Linked DNA regions of Hordeum vulgare: region 1 is linked to region 2. The links are chromatin contacts, called in public Hi-C maps. All regions are on one chromosome and are shown on one strand. The core of a region is the stretch at or near the end of the contact, and the rest is flanking DNA. Distances in the headings are between cores, read along the strand shown.

Evidence for each region. Hi-C and Micro-C count contacts between places; a contact is called where the count stands out from the background.
Region 1: a contact with region 2 is called in a Hi-C map of seedling, with 4 times the contacts expected there. The contact joins two enhancer-like sites. A contact is called at or near these places in 3 of 6 Hi-C or Micro-C datasets (leaf and seedling).

The regions. Positions count from the first base shown.
Region 1 is chr3H:33,971,557-33,974,256 of MorexV3_pseudomolecules_assembly, forward strand. No RefSeq gene overlaps it. Among protein-coding and RNA genes, the nearest start is that of LOC123442811, 110 kb to the right of the region's middle. Within about 2 kb of position 1,270, at least 3 of the 3 cell types and tissues checked have open chromatin away from gene starts, as enhancers often do. A contact at or near this core is called in leaf and seedling, where this site is marked.
Region 2 is chr3H:33,575,201-33,577,900 of MorexV3_pseudomolecules_assembly, forward strand. No RefSeq gene overlaps it. Among protein-coding and RNA genes, the nearest start is that of LOC123442809, 32 kb to the left of the region's middle. Within about 2 kb of position 1,386, at least 3 of the 3 cell types and tissues checked have open chromatin away from gene starts, as enhancers often do. A contact at or near this core is called in leaf and seedling, where this site is marked.

The DNA of each region.
Region 1 (2,700 bases), core at 20-2,519, 400 kb after region 2:
GGTCCGATGACTGATCATCAATGGATGAAATGAAGCTACAGGGGCTACTATAGATCGTGTCGTCGATGGAGTAGGCCCTAGCCGCAGGTAGCTGTAGTACGCAGTAGCCCGGTAGTCGACCGGGGTAGGCTTACACGTACAGTGCACATGCCGGGGGTACATGCTAAGCTAAGCTAAGCTATGGTAGCTCTCTTCTTTTAGGACATGCACATGGATATGTAGCCGTCACATCCACCGGCCGGACACACTGTTGCCTCTCCGCCATAGCAACCGCACCGCATGTCCTTGCGACGCTCTCCAAATTACCACTGTTCCCCTCATGCCTTGACACCAGCCTACTACAGCAAGCAAGCAAGCCTCTGTTCAGAGCTGCCTCTCCTGCATGCCCTTCTCCCAGTTCCAAAAGGCGCGTGTTTAGCTGCGGCCGGTTTGACCGCGGATTCTTACGCCCAGCTGCCATGCATGCATCATGATATACGTACAATCGCGCATGCATGCGCCCGTCGTCCAATGTGAAAGAACGGGAAAGTATACTTGAAAGAGGGAGGGGTACGGCCTAAACCTAGGTCTGGTATGGCTACGAAGCAAGAGCATGCAAGGCTTTGGCTTGTCGCGTTGCGGTACGTATAGCAAGGCAGGCAGGAAAGGCGCTGCTAACAGTTTCTTTGACTGGTGGTGTGGTGGTTACTGGTTTAGTAAGCCTTGTCACTTCGCTTCAAATAGTGTGGGCTAAAGCTCTAAAGCGCGCTACCTAGCTGCATGCCTGCTCAAGTGTGAAGTGTCAAAGGGCTTTCAGGTCGTTTCCGATCGATCGAATTCTCGAGAAAGGATACCTACTAGGAGTACAAGCCTACAATGTTACCACTAGCGTCCGTGTGAATGCATGAACTTTGGACCGGAACCAACTCAGATTACATGCATGCATGTTGCATATTCTCCCTCCGTTTCTAAATATAAGTCTTTTAAGAGATTTCACTAAGGATCTACATACGGAGCAAAATGAGTGAATCAACACTTTAAAGTATGTCTATATATATATTCGTATGTAGTCCTCTAGTGAAACCTTCAAAAAGACTTATATTTAGGAACGGAGAGAGTATACTCCAACTTGAGGTAGGGAAAAGGTTTCATGTTTTCTTTTGCGTTCATGTACTCGGTTTTTTTTTCTTCCTTTACGCTGTGCTCAGAAACATTTGAGACCGGGCTCCCACAACTCTCTTCTGGGCCCTCCTTTTCGTGTTCGTTCTTTTGGGCCGTCTGAGGACACTTGCTTGACATAAGGCGCCTGCGCATTGGGCCTGATGGGCTACAGACCTTAGGTTAGAGCGCTCCCTTTGCAAAAGGCCAATACACCATTGTCTGTTCTCAAAAAAAAAAGCCCACCATTTTCTCAAAAAAGAAGACCTACACAATACACCAGCGACCAACCGAGGGTTCGTCTAGGAGCCGCAGCTGCAGCTGCAACCATCCTCAGGAATTTTTGATTCCATCGCCTCAGTCTGCCATTGGTGTTGAGAGGTGAGGGAACCTCGCATCTTCAAGAGTTCTATGATTATTATTATCGTCTAGTGATCATAGTTTTATGTGCGAATAAATTTACACTCGTTCTTTGACGGTGCCATGAGATTTAAGGATCTGGTGAGTTTATGTTGGTGTGTCAAACTTTTTTTCTATTGGTTTGATTCTTTGTGGAGTTAAAACCTTTCAACGATATCATGGTGAAGATATTGTGATCCGACAACCTACTCTTCTAGGGGATCATCCCTGGCTCAAGTACGTTCATCGATCAAGGTTTCACATCTTTTTGGATCGGCGAGTGAAGACGCTTTCAAAAACCCTTATTGGTAATGTCCGTCCGTGCGAAAGAGTGACAACGTTGTTGCTCCAGTACAATTACAACATCCTTATCGAAGTCTTTGGAGTATTTCTTCTAACAACGATTGATACCGCAAAGAAGGTGTTTCTAAGAGATTTCATGGTAATTCTTAGTCATAGGAGTTACTTTGTATTTGACTGGATTTTAGATACAAATTAGTGTACCTGTAATAGTTACGAGTATGAATAAAACTACAATTGTTTTAAAAAAAACCGGGGAGCGGCTATGTCTCGTTAAGAGCAACTAATTAAGCGATACCCCTAGCGGGAGCCCTGGAAGGGTCACTTTTGGAAGGTTGAGAACACAGTGTGCTCTCAGCTACCGCCACCCGTCACTTGCTAAATGCTTTCTTAGGATTATTGTTTCTATATGCGTTTTTGGGGTTTAGATGGTTTTCGGGGTTTTTGGCCTTTTGGTCTTCGCCCAATTTTACCAAGATTTTATAGGAAAAAATATAAAACAAAATTGAGCGAAAAATCCCATTTTTTCACGGGAGGCACAATGTTGCATCTCATGAACACAAAAAATTGGTTCCACGACAGGCACACTTGTCCTCTCAAAAAAAAGGAAAAAAGTATTTTTTTTTCTTTCACGAGAGGCAAAGTTGTGCATCTCGGAAAGAGAAAAAAGTCTGGGGTTTTTCTTCCACGAGAAGCACGAATTTGCTTCTCGTGGAGGCACAAGTTTGCTTTCATGAGTTGTGTCTCTCAAAAAAGAAAAAATATGTATTTTGTTACATAAAAGGCATGGATTTGCTGCTCCTGGAGGCACACATTTTCTTCTGCAAGAAGCACAGCTATGCCTCTCGGAAAGGGAAAACAATT
Region 2 (2,700 bases), core at 136-2,635:
AATTTTGGGAAGTAATATTTCTAAACTATGTTTCTCTAAATATGCTGGCATTTGATATGGTTCATGCAGAGAGCCTTTGACTCGAGTCAGAACCTGATGGCGGGTACTCACCTAAGCTTCGTTGAAGATACCTCCATCAGTTTCCAATGCAGTGTGGGTCGCCGGTCATTGTTAGCCCTTTCCACCAGCATCTCAAAGGGTTGTTGTAGGTTAGTCTGAGCTTTCTGGGATATGATCCCACAATCTTCTTGGTGGCTACATTACATCTTTCAGGCTGCAGGTACAGTCTAATCAACTCCTCTTACACTTGAAAAGCAAAGAAAATCTGGTGCTGCTCTATCACTATGCAAATGATCAAATATAAAACTAATAACTAAAAATGATTCTCATTCTTGCTGAAAGACCCCAGCACAAAAGCACCGCATTTGATTCTTAAATCCTCTTTTCCTTTTAAAGTATTGTATTGACTTTTTATTTGATGGAATCTGTCCTAAGAACTTACCAGCGTTTCCAAAAATAGAAAAGGAACTAACCGCAGAAAGGCTAGCAGTAGTACCATCTCTTTTGTATGTCCATTGCATTTAGCCTTTCCCCATGATGGATGTCACTCGTTCACAATTTGCTACTGCTCTGCCTACGACTTTTAAGAATATGTCTCGAGTAGCTTGCAGGATACAGTTAGAAATGGTAATTTTGGAAGGTTGTAACTGTTCCCCGGAAGGTGAATAAAAAAACTATATAGAAATAAAAGATTGAATAGAGAATGTCAAATCTAAAGACAACAGCGAGCTAGCTAGGTGTCACTTTTGCACGTTGGTAGCTTCCATCTAGGCACACAACTCTTGTACGGACGAGCGAGATAAAGGAGCCCCCGGCGGAATCAATATCCCCCCGTTGTTCGTTCCATGGCCGCTAATAAATCGACATGCTAGTGCGCCCCTTCCACCCACCCAAAGGCCTTTGGCAGATCGTCTAGCAGTGCCGTTAAAACCTTCCATTGCTTTCACGCGGATTCTCTTATCTCCATGGATGGATCTCCCTTCCTTTATATATTTGTGATCAGATATGCTGTCAAGTGCATGCAGCCGCGCGGCCACGGCCACGGCCACGGCCTGCAAACAAACGTCTTTGCCTGGATGTTTCCATGAAGGAACCAATTGGATGTCTCAGGAAACCTTTGCTTTGCTTACGCTTTTTCTTGAGTATGATATCCATGGCCATGGGGCTGTACCCGTTAGCAGATTCTGCCAAACAATCTTAATAATTATTATCAAAGTCGTGTCCTTTCGCTATCGCTTTATTTTATCCCCTCGAGTATAACATGAGCCTATCATAGCGCCCGGCCCCAAAGCCAACCAATCACATGGCTGCGAGTCCAATGTATTGCCAGCAGATCGCTGAAAGGTGCAATAATTTATCCTCTTGTGGTGGCTATGAAGGGTTTGTACACTGTGCTATGGTGATTATGCTTTATAGCAAACCAGATACACTACTTCAGCGGGGAACTTACAATCGAAGCACATGCATTATTTTTTACAAAAATCATCAATATATTCTTGGATTTGGTCCAAGTTTAACCTGCTGAAAAAGGATATATATGGACGGACGCATGAAGATGCGTTGGGCCAGTTTATTATAAGCAGCGCAAAAATCAACATTCTTGTGTTTCCCTGCGAGTGATTAAACTGGACAAGGGGTCTTTAAATATATCCTCCTTGATATGCCGGTCACGTAATCAATCTCGACTTGCATGCGATAGGCCAACACAGAAACTGATGGACAGGAACAGCTCTCCGGCTCCACACTCTCACAGGGGGCCAGATGCAGCCAAGGGTAATGCGTATAATTATAATGAAACTGGCGTCAGATGATCATGTCACGGCCGGGGATGATCGGCCCCAATAATCAAAGCGCAGCGGAAACACGGTGCATGTGCCTCGACAATCAACGTGGGACTCTGCAGGCACAGGCCAGTGATTCTATATTTGGCAACTATTATCCCTGCTTGTTTGCGCCACACCAGATAGCAAAACAGACGTTGATCCTGTGATCGACAAGGGTTTGAAAGACGGGAGGCTGACGCAACGAGGCAGCGCTGATAAAAAACAGCTGGGCAGCCCCACCCCACCCCACCCATGGCGATGGGGCCAGAGAGACACAGTGCAGGATTCTCTATTCCGTCGACAAAGTACGGGTTCCATGCACGCCCGTGGCACCGCGACCCTTCCCAGGTTCCGCCCCTCGTGACCAGAATTCAAAGGGACTGTGCCTCCCCACAGTGCGGTGCAACCTCGCCTCTGTGCCGCGAGGACCCATGAGCTGATCCATCCATCCATGCTTTCTTTCCCCCACCCCCACCCCACGCCGCTTACTAGTACTACTACTACCGTCTTTGATCTTCAGGCCAACTCTCACGTTAGAGCATTCTAGCAAACCTGGTAAATGAGCCACCCATAAAATGCGTTTACAGTCCGTTGCAAATTAATTTTGTGGGGCGAATTTGTACGTTAAAGATCTGACCCCGTATATGAAACTGTAGAATTTAAAAAAAAATGTTCGCGGATGAAACTTGCAAAGACATGCATGAAACTACATCATGGTTCTTCATCAAACTACACCATTCTTCATCAGGAAACTACATCAGTTCTTCATACTACTAGGTAAGGGGGGAGGGAGGTGACGACGCGGCGGAGGAGCCAG